Regions from separate parts of the Zea mays genome. Here region 1 is linked to region 2. The links are chromatin contacts, called in public Hi-C maps. All regions are on one chromosome and are shown on one strand. The core of a region is the stretch at or near the end of the contact, and the rest is flanking DNA. Distances in the headings are between cores, read along the strand shown. Region 1 holds the start of LOC103651678. Region 2 has its middle 4.6 kb from the start of LOC103651700.

Region 1 (7,262 bases), core at 3,102-5,601, 310 kb before region 2:
GAACTCTGAATGACCCGGTATGTTGGCTTGTTGCAAGTTGCAACTTAAATTTGTTGATAATTGACATGGGTTTTTATTCAACAGCTGACCCTCCAGTTATTCATGATGATGGTTTTCTTCTGCGGGAAAAGTTTCTCAGAGAATGTGCAGATGCATTTAGTGTCCCCCCTAGAAACTCTGAGAAAGATGCACAACTATTTTCTCGGAAGTTTTTAAATATAGTAGATCCACTGAAACAAAGTAATAATCTTGGACGCAGTGTCAGCAGAGGTATTGTTCTACCTCTATCTGAATTACTAATCAGGTTCTTGATGATCTCCTAAAAATATTCAAGCTTAATTGTACTATTCCATGTGCAGGAAATTTTTACCGAATACGTAGTGCATTTGATTTTGGTGCTCGTAAGCTTGGGAAGATTCTTCAAAGGCCTGTCTGTTATACTGTTGATGAAGTGAATCAGTTCTTTGGGAACACATTAAAGAGAAATCGTATTGGGTTCAGACAAGATGTTTTAGTGAGCTCATCTGATGATGGTACATTGACTTATCATGCCACCAACGGTTCCTTGTCTCTAGGCTTGGATTGCAAAAGAGTCAACAACTGCAGTGCACCTTTATACAGCAATCCCTGTGGTGATTTCTCTTATCGGTTTAATAACATCAACATTTCAGATTCCATCAATCATGATGACTCAATAAAACAGAAACAATGTAACTCTATTGCTGGAGAGAAAGCGATAAAGTCTATTTCTGATGGGTTGCTAGATAGTGAAGGCTCAAGTCATGCTAGTACTGATGATTCAGTAAGTGTGAGGAACAGTGGTGACTTCTATGAAGCTTTAACAACTATCTCGCCATCTGGGAGACGTTATGCCCCACATCAATTTTACCAATTAGAAAATGGTAAGGTGGTTGTTAGACATAACACAAACATGTCACACCATGGGATGCCAACAAAGCAGTTCACAAGCAGATCTTACCACTCTTTTGAAGATGCCAAGTATCACAATGAGTTTTCAGGAAGCTTTCTGCCACCCATTGAGCATAATGCTTACTCTTCTGCTGGCTTTGTTAATGTTCTGGCCACCTCTAACTCAGCATGTACACATGAAAATTCACAACTTGGTGGAGCCAATAATAACATCTTGAAAGATCTCACTGGAGATTTTGAGACATACTTCCATAATCTTCAGTATGCGCAAGGGTTCCAGCAAGATAATCCAGTAAACCCGTTTTCCTCTGGAAGGCCTGCTCCACCATCCCTGCAATGTCAGAACACGTGCCCTTCAAATGGTCGAGGAAGAAAAAATCCATATTCATATGCTAGCATGAATGGTGCAGTCCCTTGCCCTCCTTACCCATCTGGCTATCTTGTGTGGAGTCCATTTATTCAACCAGATGATCCTATGGCTATGAGGACCCGTGGAACAGGCACCTACTTTTCTGACCGAGTATGTTCCCTCCATGGACATTCTAAATATGCTTGTAGAACTTAAAATAACATTTCTGAACAATCTGTATCTGTTACTTGCCCATGTGTTCTTTCTGTTCCAAATGTTGTACATGTGTGCACATAATAATCTCCTTGTAATCTATTTATCATGTTATTAGAGTTATTGCCCTTCTTCACATGCAATAACCTTGAAGATGTCTCCATTGTGGCATTATTCTTATGAGTTCACTACATAGTAGGATTACTTTAGCTTTGTCCCGTATTCATGATAATTTTGTCTGCCTTGTTGGATGCTGTAGAAATTGCGCAAGAATAGGCCACCCACTGGACGTGTGGAGAGAGGAAGAAATCAGTTCGCTTCAAATAATTATCAAAGGTTCCATCACCATGTCAGAACAGATATGCCTGCAGATATGGGATCTGGTCTGGAATTGAGGCATGAGCTACCACAGATACATATTCCTGGTGCAACTGATCATGGAATGCCATCTCCAATGAGTATACCAATGTCATCGTCATCTCTTAACTCTCCAAGAGATCAATTGAAGGTACCAGCTCATTCTCCATCTTCCCAGGTTCGAAGGAATAATTTCCATGGCAATGGTTTCATGCTCCTGCAAGACAGTAAGCTTGAGTCCAGGACCTTTAACAGTAAACTTGAGTCTGGGATATTGGGGCCGTTGCCTTTAGAAGTTACCTCCAAAGACCATGCTAGCAGATCAGAATCCGCTTCCAGCAATCAAGTTTCTGGACCTGTGAGTACTGTTTCTGCTCCTCGAAACACTACTACGACAGATTCCAATCTAATGAGGTATGTATGGCATATTATTTTCATCGCCAGCACTAACAATAATTGTATGGCAGAAATGATGTTTAATGTAGTGGGCATTTCCATGTTACAACAATTAGATGTTTTACTCCTTGTAGTTTGGTACTTTGGTGTTTCTGCAAAGTTATTTAGATAGTTGTGATGTTGACGGTCGGGCATTAATACATAGAGTAAATTATACTGCATGTAATTTTTTTTTGATTATATCGTACTGGGTTCCTTGGTCTTGACTCTTGAGAACCACACGTGCGTACCATTTTGATGGGAGGCAATTCAAGTTGTCATTGGTCACATTATTATTACTATGTGAATCAAGAAAGAATTGGTGTCCTTGGATTCTGATGTCTTTTCAGATTTGGTAATGCAGATTTTACTAGCTTACCATTAAAAGCTTACTGATGTACTTGATAAATACACATCTAGATCATGTTTTGTGCTGAGTTTACTGCGTTTATTACAACGTCTGACCCTGCACTGTACAATTCACAGGGATGGCGCTCAATCATATCGCCTCAAGGACAGCAGAGACTTCCCCCCACTGTCCAGTTGAATGTTGATGGCGGTACACTGTAGTATGAACTGAGAGGTGACTGTCAACGCCGCACTTGATCACCAGGCAAAATTACCGATGAATGGTCTGTGCTGAACCGCAGCAGTGGCACCGAGTTGTTGCTCCCTGAAACCAGACAACATGTTGTATATCCTGCCATTTTCTTCCCGTACTCCAGGCGTCAGATTCACCTTGTCCCTGCGATCAGCCTTACACCCTCATTTGGCAAAAAAGAAAAAAAAAGAAAGAAAACAAAAGGGACAGCAAGAGAAGCAGAAGGAATAAAGATGCAGGGTTATGACATGTAGATAGTACTGTTACTAGGAAAAGGTCCCCCTTCAGACATGTTGGAGGGCTAGTTGGTTGTGTTGTTGTTGAGAATAGCGTTTTTAGTAGCCTTTGTTGGCGTTTATATAACGAGTAAGGGGTCTGGCAGGATCTCGCAACAAATAAATTATCTCGCAAGTCTGTGCGCGTCCTGATCGATCCGCGTGGACGCAAAAGGCGAAAAGCGCGTAAAACTCGCGCGCGTTCACGCCCACGCACTGTCGACCCGCTGTCCGCTACGGCGCCTTGCATGCGTATGCGTGTCTCCCAGCCATGCAGGCGTCAAACTGGTTGACCGAATGCCGTCCTCCCCTGCTTGCTCGATCCAAGAACAAGAACATGCATCTCGGTCTGCAATAATATATATTCTCACCTTTTTATAGATCCAAGAACTAAAAAGACACTGTGGCGTACGTTGCCTAACAATGAAGACGCGATCGCGAAACACTTGGAACTGAATTGTATCATGTATCGATCGGTATCTACATTTACATCCTGTAGACTGTACTATATATGTACTCAAGCCAAAAAAAAGAAAAAAGAAAAGAAGAAATAAATGAAGAAGAAGTTTGAATGGAAGACGAGGAGAACTAGTATCAGCGTGTCGTTTTTCCGTCGTTGGAGAGTGAGCACGCACGGTCGATGTCGATCGAGATGAAATGAAATCAGTTGGTGCGTTTGCTGGGGGCGGAGGGCGGCGCCTTGCCCCGGGGCTTCTTGTTGAGCAGCCACTGGTGGCGGCCGCCGGCGAGCCGATGATGCCGCCGGCCCTCGTCGTCGTCCTCTCTGGGCACGGTCGCCGACGGTGCCGCGAAGACGACCGTCGCTGTGGTCTCGGCGTCGGCGGGTACAGGCAGCAGTATGACGTCGGTGGCGTCGGTCTTGTCGACAAGAAGCACAGGCCTGCAGCTGGATGGCTGCGTGAAGACGGCGGCGAGGAGGACGAGGAGGAGGAGGAACAAGCTGCTGAAGCGGGGCGGCCGGAGCCGCGTCTGCTGCTGTCTTCCTGTGCTGCCCATTGACGCGAATGCGCGGGCCGCCGGGCAGGCGTTGGAGTCGTCGTCACTCGTCAGGTGGAGTAGCTAGCTGGACGCGGACGGTGCGTGTGTGGATTTGGATGGTGGAGAGAGAGAGAGAGAGAGAGAGAGAGAGAGAGAGAGAGAGAGAGAGAGAGAGAGAGAGAGAGAGAGAGAGACGCGGGAAGGTGTGAGGGAGAAGGTAAGGCAGGAGAAAAGATAGATATATATAATATATATAGGCGGCGACCGGCGGTGGCTTGGAGACGACGGAGTCCATCGGAACGAAAGGAAACCGCGTGTGAGTGACTGAACGCCGCACTGTGTCGTCTTTGTCCTTGTCTTGCCTGTTTACATTATATATAAGTCTTGTGCCTGACCAGTTTGTATTAAAAAATAACTGAATTGTAGCCTTTGTCATAGATATTAATTGGAACTTGGAAGTATTAAATATAATCTAATTAAAAAAAACAAATTATACCTAATTAGTCCATGTTTCGCCTATAAACTCGTTAAGCCCGCTTTTTTACACTAAAATGTGTTTACCGGCCCGCTTAGCCCGTTTTTCGACTGCTTTTTGGCCGGCCCGTTTAGGTCCGCTGCGGGCTGAACTTGGACAATAAATCGAGCTCGCGTGCTTACACGTCACTGACTGGTTTTCTAACCGTGCCTAGCGGGCTGGGCCCAAAACGTTGAGAGAGAGTGTGAGAAGCGGAAAAGGAAGGAGGAAGACGTGCACCTGCCAGCGAGGCAGCGAGCAAAGAAATCAAACACGCTGCTGCAGTTTCGGAGAGTTTGATGACTGGCTGTCGTACGTCTTCTGACGATCTTCCGTGCATTCTACTCGGAGAGCTAGCAAGCAAGCCCATATCCGACCCGTACACTCCTTCCACCTACATCAGCCTCCCCCGTCGAAGCTCCGTCATCCCTCTCCCTCCTCCTCGCCGCGCGCTCTCCCCGTCCCTCTTCTGCCCCGTGATCTCCGCCTTCTCCTCTTCAACCGCGTTTAAACTGCCACTCACGCGATGATTGTTGGGCTGTCAGTCCATGGCCACTCACGTGATGCCGCCCTTAAGCTGCGGCTGTCCACGATGGTGTGGCTAGCGACAGTCCACCCCCGGCCGTGCCATACTTCTTCGCACCGCGCTGTGGACGCAGTTAGCAGCCATGAATTTTTTGTGTGGTATACGTCAAGGAAGCATTGGCTCGCAAACAATGTTCTGGGATTGGCCTTTTGTATTCAGGTTTGTTTGATCAATTTCGCTTTGCTTGGTTATATTCACCTTCTGTTTTCAACTGCAGATGCTGAACGACCATTCTCATGCCTGGCCTTGGTGACATTGTAATACTTGGTTTGTAATAAAAATTCCTTTCTTTGTTCTATGTTATATTCTGATTTGCAGTGATGCAGATTTTCCCCTTTATTGAACGGTAATATCAGCCTCTCAAGCGCCAACTTTGTTGTACATGATTAGATTATCTGTACCAAACTGCTACATATTGGAACATTCTTAGAATGTCTATAATGCTGATATGCTGTATAGAGCTCTTTCTTTTGCTGATTTTAGATTTACGATTGTCTATATATTCTTTGTAGCACTTGGTAGAGAATTAAATGTTGTAACTAGAATTGGTCCTACTGGATTGAGATCATGCTCTGCACCATATTGATACGTCCATGCTTAGATATACTTTTAGGCCATGTCGTTGCATGCAGCCTAAAGTTATTGGCAGGTTGTTTTCAAGTCGGACGACTTGCTAGTCGTTCTGACTGATCGACTTAGACGATTAATTGCGATTGGTCCAAACCGACTTGAACGAGTAATCATGACCAATCGCGATTAATCGTACGACTTACAACCAATATGTGTCTCCATTTCTGGTTCCTGGAGGACCACGAGATATGTGTATCAACACAAACAAATTGTAATTTCTATTGATTCAAGTTGCTTGGTTCTGTGGATGATTGTACGTCCTCTGAAATTCCTCTATTTGACCTTTATATATGTCTGAAAGTCCTAGGCAACATTATGTTCATGTTTGTGTGATAATAATCTTCTGGTCAATATGTCCCGAGTTTATGTGTTCATAATCTGAATACTAAAACATGTAGCAGGCAGAATTACTCGATGGACAATAGATGCCAATGGTAGCCTTTTCTCAATGATGTTTTTTTAATTATGTATGAATACATATATGATTTCATAACCTTTTGGGCTTTCTACAAATTTGAATGATGAATTCATGTTGATAAACTAATTTCTGGCATCTATTCACATAGAACACTAATGACGAGGACAAAACTAATGATGTAACTCGTGGCCCTCAGCACTATGTATTCATACGAAAGAAGCCAGGTTTTGCATCTATTCGTACATAATACAAGATTTCCAATCCTTATACGAATGCTTTATTTTATTTTTGTAACAAATAATACGGTTTATAAAAGTTCTGGTAATATAAACACTATAGTTTAGGATAATTCTGGTAGTATAGTTGGTAAGATATACGGGATGAGATATAGGTGACATTGCCCGAGAGAGTAAAGATGGATGAAATCTTTTAACTCGTGTTATAAAGGACATATAATATTTTTAGAGGATGAAATCTAGAGGATATTTTTGGAGGCAGTCTTATCACCTAGGCGTCGTAGCAACATTATATTGGCAAGTTGTTTGTAATTCTCGACTCCTTATTTGCTTAGCTTTGTTGCAGATCAAAATATTATTTGATATGTTACATCAAATAGTAATAAATGCGACGATAAAGCTTTCCTCTAGATCTTGAGTGAGAAGAAGGGACTGTGAAGCCGTCTGGATCTTTTTTGTAAGGGTATACAACTTCATTTAATACCCGACCCTTGAGGGGGTTCTTAGGAGTTAAATGAAAAAAAGAGACAATCTCTTCGTGAAGAATCAATCTCTACATGTCTCTCCGTACTTATAGTCCTCTAACTATATTTATAATGTGACTGATTTTAAAAACACTCTATCATATTATGCAGTCTATTTATTAGCTGTTTTTGTACTTATAAATAATCTAGAGGTTTAAGGTTGTACGTTCCTTAATTAGGGGATGTTTGGTTCAT
Region 2 (7,616 bases), core at 1,592-4,091:
AAAAATGTGCTCATGCTATCTTAGTGTGTGTATATAGAGAGAATAGGAAATCGATAAACTTTCGACGACCAAAATATTTTTTGCGCCTACCAAGAAGGCTGATGAAAATTACCTTATTTTTTGTGGTTGACACTAGATCGCCAAAAACTAATTTGTTATTTTTTATGACCGGAGCTAGCCACCAAAAAATAAAAAGACTTATTTGTGGTGGCTACTAGCCTGCCACCACAGCCAACTCCAGTTCACCAAAAATAGCATGGTTCAAATGTTATGGCCACAGCCATGTGGTTATAACCTAACTTAATTTACTCTAAAATTAACATTAGTTATAACCTATGCCACCGATGCGCCCAACCGTACTACATTGTTACAACCTAACTGTTGGCGCCGATCCGGGCGCCAAACACTACAATGAGTACCAACGACGGTGCTCTCTACAGAGACGCGAACGGTTCACAGCCGAGGGCCGGATGGTCCGTGATGACCTACGCAGAGGCTAAGGTTTCTGTCTGAAGAGCCGGACGGTCCACGCGTACGCAGAGGCGGTGGAGTTCGCCAACAGCATCTGGATCTCGCTCCCGGGAGGAGAGATCCTAGGGTTTGTTTTGGGATCGGCAGGCCACCCAAGACGCCTCTAAACGGCGTAGAGCCGAAGAGAGGTGAAGATTAGGGGATGAAATCTATGTTATTATCTACTCTTAGGGCAAAAGGTAAAGAATTGAAGGTAAATTTATTGTTTGATCGATTGTTGGTTGTTCAATCGGCCATACCCCTTCAAATATATAAGGGGGAGGTCTAGACTATTCCTAGGCGTTCTTCAACAGCTCCCGCGAGATTAGAGGGCTAAACACGCGAGGAGATAGAAGTTTTAACCGCCTTGATTCGATCTATTCGCGGTCCGACTATGAGCCAGACCGTCCAGGCCTTAGGGTCGAATCGGTCGTGCCTAGTGTCACAAATGGTACTCAACACTAACTTACATTGTTTATATAAAAGCACACACTAGTCACAATAATCTTGTGTTGTGTTGCAATTAATCACTAAAACCAAACTGAATTATAAATACCAACCCCTCTATCTAGTCTCTACCGAGTATCGACATCGATTGGCATGGTTCAATTTCAAAACTGTAAAAAAAATATTATATTAGTGATCCGGTAGTGTTTAGAACTCCGATGAATATTCTGCTAGCTTTCTAAACCTAACAAAACCCTTGAGGGCTTGTTCGGTTAGCTCTCAATCCATGTGTATTGAGCGGGATTGGGTGGGTTTAAATCCTAAGCAAGTCAAAGTTCTTCTTAATTTTTTCTAATCTCATCCAATCCATGGGTAACGGAATTAACCGAACAAGGCCTGACATGGTTGAATCCTAACCTTGCATTGACCCATGCAATCCTTGAGAGTTGGACTTTCCAGGCACGATCGAGTTATCATATACTTTCCAACTTGTCTCGCGTCTTTACAATTTTTTTGGACTTTCGTTGCCACTATATATTCAAATATTGCCTTGAAACAAATGAGTTTTCCATGTGGACCCCATAAAACCACGGCACGAACAAACAATGTGTTCAATCTAAAGCATACCACTGAACATGATTAGAGCTGGTTTGGTGACCATGGATCACGAGGGCTGAGGATCCATAGAGAGGAATTGAATAGCAAAGAAATTCCTCTCTCATGGATTCCCCTATGATCTTAGATCGCCAAATCTGTAAATTAAACACCAGGCTTCTTAGAGGTTGAAACATGCATGACCACGTAAATTTATATATATCCAGAAGCGCATGCATTTGGGTACTGTGATGATTCTGATATATATTGTTGGAACGGCTAATTATGGTCTCTATGTACAACATGTGTGGTTGATATTTTAGGTTCATTCGCTTTCGTAGATATAGTAGCTCTTTCGGCTTATGATTATATGTGGCATGCATGTGATTATTTGGAACGTACGGGTGATTCCGTACGCGCGGCTACGAAGAAAAGGAGGAACACCAACACAACATGCATGAACTAACCCCGTGACGATGACACGCGTAACGTAAAGCTAAGCTAGTTAAAGTACGGTATTTTGTTAATTAGGAGTTGGCTAGGAATCTGCTCCTGAAGTGTATATATACATAGGTTACCACTGAGTTAGATGCAGGATGGAGCGACCTCTAAACTTACCAGAAAAGAGCAAGCAAGCAAACGAGCAAGTATAGCTTTAGCTAACGACTGAGAAAAGAACGTCCTTTCCTTTACCTTTGATTTCTGCCATTGCATGGGCCAGGACGTTCTAGATAGGCTTTCTTTGTTTGACAAGTGCATACGCGGTCCCGGATTGCGTGCACACAGGTGACGTCAGCACCGTGACGTGTGCCAGTCTAGCTGGCTGTACTGTTTGCTTCTTAATTTTTTGTTGACGTCGCGCCATGTCATGTCCACCCCGCGTTAAGCAAGATGGAGAGGACGATGTCACATGGAATGATAAATATACTTATCGAGATGACTGCCGTTGCATATACACATGATAAAGACACTTCCTTTCTAGTTATTCATTTTCAATGCACATGATGACAACGAACTTGTCGTCAACAAACACAAATCCTACGTTTTATTAGACGATAACTTTTTACGATTCCTAATTTGTCGAGTGTTTTTTTTAATATTGGGCAAAAAAAAAAATTATCGAGTACCGAAAAAAGTACTCGACAAAAAACTATTTATTGATAAAATATTTACCGAGTGTAAAAAAATCTTACCGAGTGTTTACAATGTTCGGTCAAGAATGTTAGTCTGGTAGTGTGTATAGTTTGGGAATTGGGATCGATCGCGGTGTGTCATGCAACACGGTGCACGCCAGCCGCGGCACATGGAAAACGTAACACGGTTCCTACGTCGTCTTTTACGCGGTGGAGAGATGAGACATTATTTGTTGGATGCCAACATTAACTCATATGTTATGGATATGTCATACTCATAATAAAATAAATTGCATCTAGAATTAATTTCATAGGAAAGGTAAAATGTAAATAGCATGCATATATATGACATTATTAATTCTCGGTTCCTATCTGTTGACACTACTAGCTCCGATTCGAATGCATATATATGCGTGTAGTCGTCGTTGACGAGGCGGGCGATGTCAAATCAGTGTGTACATAGTACTCATTCCATGCAGCAGCTAGCTTAGCTGAGCCACACACACGTACAGACTGCATACCATGCATGTTCCGATGGAGGATCAGCTTACTAGCGAAGGTCGTCCGCAGCTACGTCATTTTCCTTTCACATATCCGCATGCATGCATGACACTCTCATTTATAGCTTGGTACGTATATTTAGCTGGTCAAGTGTGACTCACGAGCTCGTCTTGGACGAGACTCGGTCGCATCCACCTAGGCCTTTCGGTTATTGCGTACTTATATGGGAGGGGAGAGGGATTAAATCTCATTCTATTCGATTTTTGACTAGAGAGAGATTTAATACCACCTTTTGATCTAGATACAAGCCAATAAGCCTCTAGAGGCTAATAGTCCAATGGATCATAATCCAAATGTTTTCTAACAATTTGTTTGAGACCTTAAATAATTTTAGTTCAAAAATAAATAGAAAGTCTGATTCCAATTCGATCCGAACATTAAAATTTATAGTATAAAATTTAAAATCCATCACCACGCCCCTACATCCACCCATGTTCCATCGACAACTACTGTGACTAGGTAGCATTGGCTAATAGTTAGTGATGGCTAAAATTAGCTGAGAGGTTTCACTATCGGATCACAACTGGTAGCTCAAAAAAAACACTCGACTAACTCTTTGCCGATTGTGACTTTCAACAAAGAAGTCTCGGCGAACTATACATCGGCAGCAGCTTCTTTGCCAAGTTTCACCTGATACTAGGCAAAAAAAAATCGTTGTCACAGCGCCAAGTAACGGTGATAGAGCCTTTGTCGAGTGCCTGCTGGACTAGCGCTCGACAAAGAAGGCTTCAGTGGTCCACTTTGCCAGTCCCTTTGCCGAGTGCTCCACTAGGCACTCGACAAAGACACTCTCTTTGTCAAGTGTCTGCTGGACTAGTTCTCGGCAAAGTGAGCACTAGTTGCCCCTTTGCCAATTTCTTTGCCGAGTGCACTAGGAGACACTCAGCAAAGTGTGTTTATTTGCCGAGTGTCGGGGCCACAACACTTGGCCAAGAAGCTTTACTTGATCTCAGTTGTGTTTTTTTTGTCGAGTGCTATACACTCAACAAAGTGACCAGAAAACCCATTTTTATTTGTTTTTATTATTACATCCAAACAAACAAAAGACACATATCATTGGCATCACATATATCACAAAATCAATATGTATCAGCAACACCATATATATATCTCACAAATATCAACACATCAAAGAAGTTTCACAAACATAAGTCTCACCAAGTATCTCACAAAAGTTTCAAAAACAAGTATCTCATAACAGGTTTCTCAAACATGTCACCAACACAAATGTCATCAGTGAGGTGGGTGGCTGGACTGATTCGGCGAAGGGCTGGTCGAAGCGTGAGTGTTGTTCGATGCCGCCGATTATCCCTGCACAGAGAAGAGATTGCATGTATGAGACCAGATGAATATATATCATGTAAGACTAAAATTTTGATAATCACAGGAGTATGGAACTTAGCAGGGTCAGTTGAAGGGAACAACAAAGGTGCTGGAGTAGAACCCTATGCGACGCCAAGGCTCCGCATGTACTGGAACATCTCCGCCATCCTCTACTGATCCACCAAGCGAGCCACCCACTCTGCCCTCATCTTCGCCCCCATCTCCATCCGTCCCCTCCTCTCTTCTAGTTGTGCCTGCAATATTTCACCCCACTGTTATAATAATCCAAAGAGAAGGCATATAAATCAATGGATGACGAGGCACAGAAGCACTAACCTGGTGTTCCTGGATGCGATGTTGTGAGCTATCCTGCCGAGGTCGTATGGCTGGGCTCGCGCTCGTGCTCCTTGCTCGCACATCAGAAAGAGTGGAGTGGATGACGAGTCGATTGCCCTGTCGGCAATCCAGTATCACCCATGCCTCTTGCCTCCTCCGACTCTCATGAGGACATCTCCGTCGATGTCCTCGATTCTCGGATTGTAATTTGACCCATGGACCTTCTAGGCCATGACAGTGTACTCATTGAGGCGGTTGTAGACAGCGGTGTCGCTATATGCCTCGGGCCCGTCCTCTAGGTTGTAGGCGACGTCGAACGTCGCCTTGCCCTTGACGGCCAAAACATACGCCGAGAAGATGGAGCAAAGCTGGTCACCATGTGACGCCGACTACGAGAAAACCAACAAGATGGTTAAATATCACCCCTAATCAAAAGTTAGACTAAATTAAAGAGAGTGTGTACATATGCTTCTGTGTATTTGATGAGGCTGTGGCTACCCTGTTGGTGGGAGGGACCTTGCATCATCAAATGTCGTTCCGATTAGAGTTGTGAGCCTCGTCCCACTTGGCCGAGTACCACCTTTGTACCATCTGCTCCCAGCACTCAGGATGTGCAGCGCACCAATAAGGAATCATATACCAAAAAACAAGTACACAACATATTAGAAGATAAAAATAAGCATATTTAATATCAATATTAATGTTCTGTATTTACCTACAAGTACTAGTCCGGAGTCAACGACATGGTCCGGGTATCCTTCTTGCTCACCTTCTCCCCAAGGACGGAGCCGTGCTAAGTGACGATGACCTGGATGCGCGCCTCGTGGTGCATGTCCACGACGAGCTTCTTACAGTTCGAGGTAGCCACCACATCTGCCCTAGCGTCATATCCTACCTCGCCTCTGAAGAAATCCTGCGTATAAATACGATGTATCCATACATTATTTCAAGAATGTGCAACGAATGAGACGTATTAAACAATATAGTGCGAGGAAGACTTACCCACAGCCAGGGGCGGAGGGCCCAATATGGCACTGTATTGCCCAAGCAATATCTTAGCCCAACCCAATAAGGGACTAGCACACAAAAAAGTCCTAACTCATGTTCGGCACTGTTCCACGTGAGGAATTGCCCTGTGCCAAACGAACCGCGCCCACCGCCACCCTTCGAGCTCTGTAGACCATGCCCCAAGCTCTAACCCTCCGCATCTAGATCCGGTCAGAGCTCCGCCATGTCTCCACCCAACAGCCTAGGACACATGCATGCACCGGGCTCCTCACCGTCAGTCGCGTCGAACTAGACTCCTCTCCTTCCGCTACACCAAGCTCGCCTCCTCATCGGTAGTCGCGAGCCTGCGCCGAGCTTCTCCCTAGTAGCCACGCCGAACTCCTCCCTTCCTCGACAGTCGTGTGCTTGCATCGAGCTCCTCCCCATCCCCGGTAGATCTCGGCAGATGTGTTGACGCCGAGCTCCTCCCCAGTCATCGTGTCGAGCTACCGCCTCTACTTAGGTCGAGCTTCAAACAGCAACGAGCATTGAGCTCTACCAAGATGTCGAGGCCTAGCTCCGCTGAGATGCTGAGACGCTAGATTAAAAAATTTGGTGAGTGTCACTGTCACTCTACATTTAAATACATATTAATGGTTATGGCTATGAACAAGCTCTATAATTTTGTAGCTCTGTTGCCAAGCAAACCAAACAATCAGTAGGCATGGATGGAACCAAAAACAAGGATATTCTTATTTCACTCGTGTAAACTTTTTACTTTAATTTACCGTTATTAACTCATTTTCTCTATTTTTAGGTTTTATCCGATACATGACATTTGGTTGTAAATGGATTATAATCGCGATGACTCTTGAAGAAGGTATTTTAACACACTCATAGCTTATTTTGTAGCTATAAATTGATTTAAATTATGTTGTGAATTTTCATGTGTAGCAACACCTTATTTTTGGCATGTCCTCCACCACTGCCCACAACTCTTGCTTTACTCGCGCCGTCTTGTTATTAAATTGCATGTCGTCCCAATCCACTGCATCGAGGGCGACGGCGTAGTGGTGGAAGGAATAGGCTAGGCCCGTCACTCCAGCGTACTCAACAAGTCTAGGGAAGTGTTTCATGTACATTAGGCTGAGGATGCCATTGGGGTTGCGGCTGTGACCCCCTGCATTCTCCAAAACCTTCCAAGACATGTGCAAGTGATTAAAAGTATTTGGTTCTATTTTAAATTTGAATATATAATATGAAGAAGTAGCGACAACATCTAAAGTTACATGCCTTTCCCCATCAGGTCGAATAAGCGGGCGCCGGTCACGAAGTATCGCCCGCTGAGGGAGACTTGCAGGACCTCGCGAGTAGACATGCATCGAACCTGAGACACCAGACCTAGAGGCGTCCTACTGAGCGTCATCTTCGTCGTCCTGCTGCGCCGCATCGACATCGCCATGCTGCTCCAACTGGAGCACTCGTCAAAGGGTCTGGCAAAAGGGTTTACTGGAGCCTTCTTTGCCGAGCGCTAGTCCAGCAGGCACTCAACAAAGATGGAGCCTTTGCCGAGTGCTGCTCGGAGCACTTGGCAAAGGGGTCTGGTAAAGGGGCCCACCGGAGCCTTCTTTGTCGAGCGTTAATCCAACAGACACTCGGCAAAAGCTCCGTCACCGTCACTTGGCGCCATGACAATGACTTTACTTTGCCAAGTACCAGGTGGCA

Evidence for each region. A called contact is a pair of places that touch in the nucleus more often than the background predicts.
Region 1: a Hi-C map of bundle sheath shows a contact between it and region 2, with 2.4 times the contacts expected there. The contact joins the promoter of LOC103651678 here to the enhancer-like site in region 2. A contact is called at or near these places in 2 of 25 Hi-C or Micro-C datasets (bundle sheath and tassel).

What each region holds. Positions count from the first base shown.
Region 1 is chr3:236,819,111-236,826,372 of Zm-B73-REFERENCE-NAM-5.0, reverse strand. It overlaps LOC103651678, which reads right to left and starts at 4,351. Exons shown (of 1, transcript XM_008677387.4): 1 at 3,509-4,351. The coding sequence starts at 4,177. The coding sequence ends at 3,824. It overlaps LOC103651679 (PAP/OAS1 substrate-binding domain superfamily), which reads left to right. Exons shown (of 9, transcript XM_008677388.4): 6 at 85-270; 7 at 360-1,450; 8 at 1,752-2,263; 9 at 2,771-3,288. The coding sequence ends at 2,831.
Region 2 is chr3:236,511,791-236,519,406 of Zm-B73-REFERENCE-NAM-5.0, reverse strand. No RefSeq gene overlaps it. Among protein-coding and RNA genes, the nearest start is that of LOC103651700, 4.6 kb to the left of the region's middle. Within about 2 kb of position 2,841, at least 10 of the 20 cell types and tissues checked have an H3K27ac peak or open chromatin away from gene starts, as enhancers often do. A contact at or near this core is called in bundle sheath and tassel, where this site is marked.